Regions from separate parts of the Pan troglodytes genome. Here region 2 is linked to region 1. The links are chromatin contacts, called in public Hi-C maps. All regions are on one chromosome and are shown on one strand. The core of a region is the stretch at or near the end of the contact, and the rest is flanking DNA. Distances in the headings are between cores, read along the strand shown. Region 1 holds the start of MAP4K4 (mitogen-activated protein kinase kinase kinase kinase 4). Region 2 has its middle 59 kb from the start of RFX8.

The links. Hi-C and Micro-C count contacts between places; a contact is called where the count stands out from the background.
Region 2: a Hi-C map of stem cell-derived neural progenitor cells shows a contact between it and region 1, with 4 times the contacts expected there. The contact joins the enhancer-like site here to the promoter of MAP4K4 in region 1. A contact is called at or near these places in 1 of 7 Hi-C or Micro-C datasets (stem cell-derived neural progenitor cells) and 1 of 1 datasets of contacts at active chromatin or transcription factors (stem cell-derived excitatory neurons).

Annotation. Positions count from the first base shown.
Region 1 is chr12:21,238,469-21,244,036 of NHGRI_mPanTro3-v2.0_pri, reverse strand. It overlaps MAP4K4 (mitogen-activated protein kinase kinase kinase kinase 4), which reads left to right and starts at 2,427. Exons shown (of 29, transcript XM_054678099.2): 1 at 2,427-2,859; 2 at 3,195-3,260. The coding sequence starts at 2,803.
Region 2 is chr12:21,400,836-21,406,403 of NHGRI_mPanTro3-v2.0_pri, reverse strand. It overlaps the pseudogene LOC100609585. Among named protein-coding and RNA genes, the nearest start is that of RFX8, 59 kb to the left of the region's middle. Within about 2 kb of position 2,388, at least 17 of the 24 cell types and tissues checked have an H3K27ac peak or open chromatin away from gene starts, as enhancers often do. A contact at or near this core is called in stem cell-derived neural progenitor cells, where this site is marked.

The DNA of each region.
Region 1 (5,568 bases), core at 1,178-3,677:
ATGATTTTGAGTTGGGCTTGAGGTGATGAAGGAATTTGGATAGATCGAGAGGAAGGGTTGGTGTGAGGTGGGCTTCAATGTCATGGGTTTGGAGTTGAATCTGTGGAAGGAGGCTGCTTTGGAAGGGGCCCTGGCGTTTCTGCATCAGGTCTAGTTGTGCATAGTGAGCAAGTTACTTAACTTTTTTAAGGGCTGGTTTTCTAACATATAAAGTGGGAATAATGGAGTGTCATTTGGAATTAAGAGCAGAATAATGAGATAATACATGTGAAGGACTTAGCACGTTGTATCATCTATTATTAATAATAAACACTATTAAAATGTTAGCAATAGGCCAGGTATGGTGGCTCATGCCTGTAATCCAGCACTTTGGGAAGCCGAGGTGGGCAGATCACCTGAGGTCAGGAGTTCGAGACCAGCCTGGCCAACATGGTGAAACCCTGTCTCTACTAAAAATAAAAAATTAGCTGGGCATGGTGGCAGGCACCTGTAGTCCCAGCTACTGGGGAGGCTGAGGCAGGAGAATTGCTGGAACCCAGGAGGCAGAGGTTGCAGTGAGCTGAGAGCACTCCACTGCACTCCAGCTTGGGTGACAGAGCAAGATTCTGTCTCAAAACAAACAAACAAACAAAAAACAATGTTATCAATAGTAAGATAGCCTGAAAGTTCAGATGTGTTTCTGTCTAGTTCTCTGAGTAAATTATTTTATTTACACTCATAGATAATGACATTGCTGCTGACAAAAACCAAAATTATCTAAAAGCACCAATACATTCATAGGAATACTTGGTTACTATAATTTTCCTTACAAATGGATACCAGGAGCCCCTCAATATATTTTACCCTTACCAGGGATTCTCATAGTCAAAAATTTCAGAAACCAAACTGTTCGGAGCAGGATAGTGCTATACACATTCTGGGTAGAGCTAACTTGGCTGAATCAGAGATCTGGATTTTGAGAACAGGCTAACCTGGTGAAAATCCCTGCTCCACTTCCAGGCTGTGCTTTTAAGGAATTTGGACATACTCCTTATCTTTCAGTACTTTGCTTTCCTTACCTAAAAGGAGGATAACATTCCTTCAAGGCTGTAAATAGAGTGCTGTGTGTAAAGCACTCTGCACAACGCGTTTGTGTGGGGGAGACACAGTATGTGCATAAGAATTGGTAGATGATGATGGTGATGTTTATGAAAATCCAATCATGAATAGCCGGAGGCCACTGTTGTCAACGAGTGGTCCCTGTAACAGCGACGTTAGCTACACTGAGAACTTACACATGCACATTCTCAGGCCCATTGCAGACCTCCTGAAACGAGAACTCGGGAGGCAGGGCCAGGCAGTTGGCACTTTGCCTGAAGCACTCACGTTTTGAGAACACCTGTCAGGTAACAGGGAACCACTGAAAGTTTTTGGACGGTGGAGGAATGCGATATAAATGACTGTTGATTCACTGGCATTAAAGTGCCTAACTACCGACTGGCTTCCGAGGTTGCCGGAAGAAACCTGTTGGTTGATCCTTAGTGATCTCCAGGTTACAAAATGCGGGTTGGTACTAAGGGCCCCAAACACAGTGCTCACCTACCGAGCGCAGCCAGGAGCGCAGCGCCAGACAATTACAGGAGCTGTTCTGGATATGGCCGGGCAGCCCAGCGATGCTCAGCGAATCCCACAACTACAACCACAACCGTACCACACATTTAGCCTGCAAAAGCAGAGAAAGGAAAAGAAAACCGTGCAGGGAAGCCGGAAACGAGGGACCTAAGGGTCTCCTCTCTAGGGGGTGGGAGAGTGGGGGATGGGGCGAATGGGGCGAGGAGGGGGCGAGGATCGAGGGAGGCCCCTCCTCCGCTCGGCAACACCCGGTTCGGGTCCCTCTAGAGCCGGGACGCGGCCGGCGGGACACACCCTTGCCCTGGGAGACGCGAGGGTCCATGGCCTCTTAGTGTCGGTCCAGCTCAGTTTCGTGTCATTTGTTGTTAGCGCGAGGTAGGGGCGTTTCCCCACCCCAGCTCCTCCCCGGGGAAATCCCAGCCCGCTTCCTCCCCGCTCGTGCTGTTTTCGGGAGCGCCGTGCGGGGTCGAGCGCGGAGGCCGCACCCTGGGCGCCGAGCGTCGTGTCGGGGCCCCTGCCCGCGCTGCCCGCCGGCGCGGCCATTGTTCGAGCCCCACCCCTGATGAATATTCACGCCGCGCGGGCGCCTCGGCCCGCGCCCTACCCGGCAGGGCTCGGGGTGTGAGTGCGTTTCCGCCGGTTTTTCCTGCCTGAGGAGGAAAGGGGGAGCTGTTTTCTCTCTTCTCAGAATATATTTTTGGTGTCCCGTTTCTCCTCCTCCAGCGCCGCCGCCGCCCCCTCCCACCCCACCTCGCTCCCCGCCTCCGCCTCCGCCTCCGCCTCCCGGGTTATCTTTGTCTCGCTGCCTCGCGCTCACTCGCTCAACTCTCGGCGCCGCCGCGGCCCCACGCTCCGGGCCCGTCCTCGAGGCGCGCGGCGCGGGGCGCGGGCGCCGGGGCCTGAGGCGGCGGGCGACGCCCGGGGGCCTGACGGCCGGCCCCGCGCCATGGTGTGAGCGCCGCCGCCCGTGCACGCTCCGTCCGCCCTCCGCGCGGCCCGGCCGGCCGAGAGCCCCGAGCGGCCCGAGAGCGCAGCCGAGCCCGCCGCCGCCGCCCGCGGCCCCGCGAGGAGAGTACCGGGCCGGCCCGGCAGCCGCGCGAGGAGCGCGGTCGGCGGCCTGGTCTGCGGCTGAGATACACAGAGCGACAGAGACATTTATTGTTATTTGTTTTTTGGTGGCAAAAAGGGAAAATGGCGAACGACTCCCCTGCAAAAAGTCTGGTGGACATCGACCTCTCCTCCCTGCGGGTGAGTGGGCCCGCGAGCGGGCGCGCGGGGAGCGGGCAGCCGGCAGCCGGCAGCCGGGGCCGCGCCCAGGTCGGCCGGGCGCTCGGGCGCCGCCGTGGGCAGAGCCGCGGGGCGCGGCGGCCCCTTTGTCTGCCTGTGCGGGCTGGTGCGGGGCGGGCGCTACCCTCCTCCGCCCCCACGCCCCCAGCCCGCCGCGCGACCCCCGGGCGCTGGGGGACCGCGCGGGGCGAAGCCCACCTCTTTTGTCACCGCCTTTTCTCTCCAACTGCCCTGCTTGATTTATTCATTTTTTTGGCTTCTTTTAAATGATAACCCCTCCCCTCCTTCCTCTCCAGGATCCTGCTGGGATTTTTGAGCTGGTGGAAGTGGTTGGAAATGGCACCTATGGACAAGTCTATAAGGTCGGTGTGGGCGCCTTCTTTGTTTCCCGTGGCATGTGGAAACTTCTTATTGGGGGACGAGGAGAGGGTGATAAACATGCTGCTGACTGGAGGCCACGCCGCTTGGCCAAAGTTGGGAGAGGGGTTTCTTTCGCCTTGCCGTCCCTCTGTTTTTGCACACCGAGTTTATATTCAGACTGGCCTTAAAAGACCTCATTTCCTGGCTTTGAGATAAGGAAATAAGCTACACTCTTAGGCATGCACTTTACTTCAATAAAATGGAAAAGCATTTTTTAAAAATAAGACAACCTGAATTTTTTCTTTTTTTCCCCAAATCTGGCCTTCTGAGTTTGTGTGTAAATTAAAATACAGTGGAGGCGGGCCTTGCCTCTGACGATCCTAAACCACTGCTTTGGCCATCGTGAAAACTGTCATCATGTTTCAGCCTCCACTCGGTGCTTGCCAGTTGCTCAAGGTGTGGGGAGTTTGGCGTGACCTGGGAATATTTTATAACTGTGGTTGTCATCCTTTCTATTGATGGATACGTATTTTGGGGAAGCAGGGAGGAGTGTGTGTTTGGGCAACAGTAGCAGGAAGAATTACAGTGTGGGGATTATAAAATCTGAATTCCAGGAATAACCTGTTTGACAGCTGTGTAATTGAAAGAGAAATGACGGAGAGCGAAGAGAATATAGAGGATGCCCTGGTTTACGCCCACCCAGGTCTTTCTCTTTTTAAAAAATTTTAACACCCACCCTCCACCCCGGCGATAAATGAAACTAGCAAATCTGGAGACTGAGTCTGCGCTGAGTAGCTGACACCTGATGTGACTAACAGTGTTCATTTTATACATTGTACAGTCTAGAGATTATGAAAGATATGTAGGGAATGGAGGCGCAGGCCTTGAAAATTCAGAACGGGATGTTAAATTTTTCCTGTCTTAATTTGTTTCTCGTTACTGAACGTTTTCTAAAAGTTTAATCTGCGCTGGGGGAGTGTTCTGTTAGAGTCGGTACAAGGTTAGGGAAGCAGGGCTCTGTGGTTCACCATGAAGAATTGTCATTGTCTCATTAAAAATGGGTGGAGTTGGGGGGGGTTGGAAGCCGACTGTAGACCTTTTCTTAGGCTAGATTAAGTGTGGATCTTATTGTCTCTTTTCTGCGTTGTGAGTAGAGTTTATCTATCACTTGAACGCCTCTCCTTAGCCTAGACTTCTAGCCTGGGTAGTGTACTGTACTGGACTGTGGTCCGAACTTGGGTCAGTATTCTCAGGTGATCTCAAGTGTATTAGCTTGTGTTTTGTTGGTTAACTGTTCGGGCCGGGGCCAGATTTTTGAATTTGAAATAGAGCCCCGTTAACTCAGCTTGCCCGGCTCAACTGAATTTGGAAGGCTTTGGAAAATTTTGGAAAAGATTGTGTTGCAACTCACTGAGTGGTTGGTAACTGGCTAAAAGACATTCTCCCCGGTCTGTTGTTTGTTTAAGCACCAGTCATTTTTTTTCTAACCCAGTTTTTTCTCGCCAAATCTAAGTGGTGATTGTAGTCTTCCAAGTGAATTAGCCAGAGCTTGTTTTTGACCTGGCTACACAGTAGTTGGATTGTTTGTGTCTTATTTGGTCAGCATGGATGTTAAGGGCAGAGAAGTAAGCTAGAAGGCGATATAGTCTTTAAACCTTAAGAGAAAGGAAAGAATGAAACCTCAGTTTGTCTTTATTGGTTTTAAGAGGTGGGAGCTGTTTATGGTAAGAGTTTAGTCAGGTTCATTGTTATTTCCCCTCATTGCCATTTTGGTTCCATTCCCCCCAACCTTCCCGAGCTTTTGAACTAGGTTTGCTGAGCGCTAGCTACGTTTGGCAGGTATTTGGGATACTGGCATGACACAGCTCTCTGACTACAAAGTCGGTACAGTTGAGAATTTCTCTAATTATGCAAACCTAGGGAATTAAATCTGTGCAAAAGTTGCCTACAGTCCAGAACAAAATAGTGCCTGAGATTTTGCTCATAAGCAGTTACATTTTTATATTGTTATGGAAAATTTCAAACATAAAGACTGGAGAGCTCAGTTTATCAGCAGATGACTAATCTTGTCTCATCTGTATTCTTCTTTTCCTCCTTTATTTTAATGTAAACCCCAAAATGCCATTTCAGCTGTAAATACTTTAGAATGTTTCTTTTTTACACAATCACATTGTTGTTATCACACTTAGAAAATGTCATATATTCACTGTTAACGTTTTCCTGATTGTCTCATACATCAGTAAAATGTGTTTTTTTTTTTTTACTATAACAAGTTCTTTAATGTTTACAAGCAGGTACTGGGAACTTCAA
Region 2 (5,568 bases), core at 1,139-3,638, 160 kb before region 1:
AAAAAAAAAAAAAAAAAAAGATAGAGAGGGCCTAGTGAGCACGTTTGTGTGTATATGGTCTCAACATCAGAACAACCTCAGATCTAGCATTATTCTTACTTTGGAAACAAGTTGAGAGTCAGAGAATTGAACAACTTTCCCAAGGTTTTGTAGCCTGTAAATGGCAGAACCAGGATTGAATATAAAATTTCTAAATCCAGAGACTTTGTTCCTTTCTACACTGGCATCCAAGGTAGTCCTCTGAGACATATATAACTGCTATGCTTGAAACCTGTATTTCCTTCCAACTGACATCGCACTCTCCTTAGACACTAGGCTTCACGTCACGTCCAGTTTCTAAGATCCTCACGGTTCTATGTTTGTTTGGCAGCAGGGTCATCTGAGAAGGTCTGCAGTGTGGGCCAGCACTTCACAAACCTTCATGTGCGTGTGAGGCCTGTGGTCTGAATGCAGATTCTGATTCAGGAGTCTGGGGCGGGGCCTGGGACTCTGACTTTCTCACAATTGCCCAGGTGATGCCACAGCTGCTATGGGTTCCCGGACCACTCTTTGAGTAGCAAGGGCGGGGCAGGGTGGCATCTCACTCTTGGTTTTGAGTTTCATCTCAGCACAATCTGGGGTAACTTATTTAACTAACGTAACTTCTCTGGGGCTCAGAATCCTCATCTGTGAAATGGGAACAATAATATCAGCCCCACTGAGGAATTTAAATGAAAGGAGATGATACATAACACAGATCAGCTTCTCACTTGTTTTGGTTAGAATTGGAGGTGTTTCCTCCATTGACATAAAACACGAGGCTGTTATCCAGACAGAGCTGTTAAACTTTGGGTTGGGTTCCAAATCATTTGGGTTATAATGTCAGCTCTCTGCATCACTCCAGAAAAGTGATCTTAGTAAGATCCTTCTAGTCATTTTGGTTGAGACTTGTTTCAGGTGGTCTGGAAGGCCTATTTATTTATGGCTATAGTTTTTTTGTTTGTTTGTTTGTTTGTTTGGAGACGAGTCTCACTCTGTCCATGCTGAGGTGTAGTGGCACAATCTCAGCTCACTGTAACCTCCACCTCCCGGATTCAAAAGATTCTCATGCCTCAGCCTCCCGAGTAGCTGGGATTACAGGTACCCGCCACCACACTCAGCTAATTTTTATGTTTTTAGTAGAGATGGGGTTTCGCCATGTTGGCCAGGCTGGTCTCGAACTCCTGACCTCAGGCGATCTGCCCACCTCAACTCTCCCAAAGTGCTAGGATTCCAGGCGTGAGCCACCGGCCCGGCTGTGGCTATAGTTTTAAATGCTACCTAGACTCCAAATTGCTGTACACAACCTGTCCCCAAGTCCGTGTGTGCACATCCATTATCTGGGGTTTCAGATGTCTGGGGTTTCTATGTCTTAGGAGTTGCCCCCTAAGTATGGGAGTCCAAACTTTCCCTACGACAGAACTGGAAAAAAACAAAAGCAAAAACAAAAGAAAGCTAGTTCCACTTTTATCCAGAGAGAACCGAAAGATAGGATCACATTTCCTCAAACTTCTAGTAAAGAAGTCAGGCATGGGTCTGGGTTCTGGAGCCTGGAGCCAGCTGCAGGGCCGGCCGGTCGCCTGGAAACAAACAGTCCCACATAGGCCGGGGGGAATCTGCGCGCGCTGCCTGCCTCCATTGTTTTCTTTCCTGGAATAGCTGCTTGTTCTCATCAGCTAGTGTGGTCAGCATTTCCATTCAAGATCATATTGTCAGGGCTTTATTTTTAAGTCAGGCATGAAAATGGGCCTTGAGCTGAAACTTGGAAGCTGGGTAATTAGCATATTTGAAAGGAAGCCAACTGGTCTTTTGTTATTCCGTGGGGCAGAAGGGGCTTTTCCATGCTCTTCTGAATGACAAAAAGGGTTTGTGTTTGGGGCATTTTAAAACGAAGCAGTAGGCACGGACTTGGCTGTTTACACACAGAAGCTCACAAGAACATTGTCTCTGGGCTGCCTGGATGATGTCTGTAGGGGCTGCGAGACCCCAAGGATGTTCTCTGCTGACCAGAGGAACTGGAGCACTTTAATGTAGCAATTGGAAGCCAAGGAACTTTGTGTTTAAAGTAGAACTGCTGGAAGTGGCCAAGTCCACGGCTGCTTTCCAGAATGCCCTTAGAGAAAATGCTGACCCGCCAACTGGCAAATACGTCCTGAGTGCCTTCTCCCCACGAGGCACTAGTTTGGCAGAAATTTGGAGCTGGGCTGGGCAGTGATATGGAAAGAAGTATGCAGTCTAAGTAGGAGGGTCATCTGTATCTAGAGAGATAAAAACACAAGGTTAGTTAATGCCTCTTGCTGCAAGAGGAGCCAGACGTGAAAGGGATAGGGAAGCCCAGGAGGGGAGGGACCATGAAGGATTGGGAAAGATTGCTGCCTACGTGTTAGGGGGGTAGGAGGGCAGGTGGAAAGAACAATGGCTTTGGAACCCCTGACTCACTGTGTGACACCGGCAAATTTCTGGGCCTTGGGGAAGTACCAGAAATTATAAGAAAACTAGGAAAAATAGTACCAGGACAGAGCTGCTGTGGAATTGTTTAATGAGATAATGCATGTCAAGTGTTCAGCACATAGCAAATGGTAATTACTGTGTTTAAATGATGGGTATATTGGTTTTTGGAGTTAAATAATCTGAGCAAACGGATCTGGTCAGAAATCCTTGAAGGTCCGGGGAGCCGGTGGGATGAGTCTGGTGCACTGATTCCATGGCAGAGGGGCAGGACCCTCTGTAATCCCCCTGCCCCCCATTTTGTGCACACTAAACACATAATTGCTGGCTAAGTTTTTCATAATGTACATAAACAGGACAAACGTATTTTCCCTATATTTCAGATGTAGAGATCAATATAAGTAGGGGTGTCAGATAAATCATAGGCTGTCCCAATGGGGCATATTTTTATTAAAAATTATTTATACTAAAAAGTTGTTGGTTTTTATCTGAAATCCAATTTAACCGGGTGTCCTGTAGAGAGAGAGAGAGTGTGTGTGTGTATGTGTGTTTGTGTGTGTATGTGTGTGTGTGCATGCACGCACGCCCTAAGTCTAGAGACCCTATTCCTAACACCTATGTACCCAACACTCAGAGTTAACAAGTATCAATACTTTGCTATCTTACCTTGAGTTTTTTAATGTTTTAAAGAGAAAGTTACAGACCACAGTTGGAATCTCCTTGTCACACACATACCAACATCATTCTTCTCCAAAAATGCCCAAAATTGATTCTATTCGTGTGTATCCTTATGTGGCTGTTCTACTTTTTCTATATGTGTATGTTTCCAGAAACAAAATACACTCTTGTTTTCTGTGCTTTATAGATTTACATAAATGATATCTTAGTGTATTTTTCTTTCTGCCATATAATTTTATTTTAAACATGAAATTTTTGATAAAAAATATTATATGTGATATACACATTGTCATCACCATAATACAGCCAACGCCTGTGCATCCATTACCCAGCAGAAGTGCCGTCCATTACCCAGCGGAAGTGCTGTCCATTACCCAGTGAAAGTGCCGTCCATTACCCAGCAGAAGTAGAACGTCGCCAATGCTTTTGAAGTCTCTGTGCCTCCTTCTGAATTGCATCCCCCGACCCCACATAGAAGGTAACTGCCTCCATGAGTGGAGTGCTTATTCTTTATATTTCTTTGTATTTATTTATTTATTTATTTTTATTTATTTATTTTTGAGACAGGATCTCACTCTGTCGCCCAGGCTGGAGTGCAGTGGCACAAGCTCTGCCCACTGCACCCTCGACCTCCCAGGCTCAGGCAGTCCTCCCACCTCAGCCTCCCCAGCAGCTGGGACTACAGGAGTGTGCCAGCATACCCGGCTAATTTTTGTATTTCGTGTAGACACAGGGTTTCACCACGTTTCCTAGGCTGGTCTTGAATTCCTGGGCTCAAGCGATCCATCTGCCTCAGCCTCGGCCTCCCAGAGTGCTGGGATTACGGATGTGAGCCACCGTGCCTGGCCTTTCTTTATAGTTTATCATAATATATGTAATTCTGAATGACAGTGCTCAGTTTTGAGTGAGTTTAAACCATGAACAGAAGAGAACATTGTGCTGTTTATGTTCTTCTGGAGCTATGCTCTCTTGACTTCATATATTTAAGAGGTTCATTTCGTGTTGGTGAGTGTAACTATGGTTCATTGTTTCTTTTCACTGCTGTTTACTATTCTATTGGATAAACACACTGCATCTTGTATTGCTACAGGACATTTGAGTTGTTTCAAGTTTTTGCTACTACAAACACAGCTGTTATGAACATTATTATACTTTTTTCTGGTATATATATATATATATATATATAATAATTTGTCTGTGGTAAAAATACCTTAGTGGGATCTCTGGGTCCTTGTATTATTACCATCATTTCTTAAAGTGGTTCTACAAGTTTATACCCTCACCAGAGTCTTGACCAGTTTCTACCTCTACCAGAAGCGTATAAGTGTCTTGGGTGTTTCACAGTCCCTCCCACACCTGCCAAGCTCCTGGGGACAAAATGATGTCTTGCTATGGCCTAAATTGTCTTTGCCAGATTATTAATGATATTGATCATCTTTTCATATAAGTATTGGCCACTTTCAGCTCCTTTTCTGTGAAGAGACTGTTCCGGTCATCTGTTTATTTTTCTATTGGGTTTGTCTTTTTTCTTATTAATTTGTAAGAACTCTTCATATATTCTTGTTACTAACCCTTTGTTGGTTACATATGTTGAAAATATTGACTTTTAGTTTGTGGCCTGCCTTTTCATTTTTTATGATATCTTTTGAGGAAGAAACAGTCTTAATTTTAATGTTGTCAAATGTATCAGTCATTTGCTTTTCTGGTTACCACTTTGGGTGTTAAGAAAATTTCCTTCTTTCCTCCCTTCCTTCCTTCCTTCCTTCCTTCCTTCCTTCCTTCCTTCCTTTCTTCTTTCTTTTCCTTCTTTCCTTCCTTTCTTTCTTTCCTTCTTTCTTTTTCAAGGTCTTACTCTATCACCCAGGCTGGAGTGCAGTGGCACAACCACGGCTCGCTGTAGGCTCCAACTCCTGGGCTCAAGTGATCCTCCTGCCTCAGCCTCCTGAGCAGCTGGGACTACAGGCATGTGCCACCATGCCTAGCCAATTTAAAAAATTTTTCGTAGAGATAAATTGCTTTTGCTATGTAGCCCAGGCTTGTCTTGAACTCCTAGCCTTAAGCAATCTCCCTGGCTTGGCCTCCCAAAGTGTTGAGATTACAGGAGTGAGCCACAGTACCCAGCCAAGAAAACTTTCTTTATGCTGGCATTATAAAAATATTCTTTTATATTTTTCTCTTAGAGTTATAAAGGTCAGCTTTGTTATTTAAGCATTTAATCTACCTGAAATTGATTGTTGTATATGGAGTAAGGCAATGATCCAGTTCTGTTCTTTTACCTTATGGATAACCAGTTGTTCCAGTGTCATTTATTGGGAAGTCTATCTTTTTCATCGATCTACAGTGCCATTCTTTTCCATACATGCATGGCTTTATTTCTAGGTTTCTTTTGTTCCATCAGTCTGTCTGTCTATCCCTGAGAGTTCC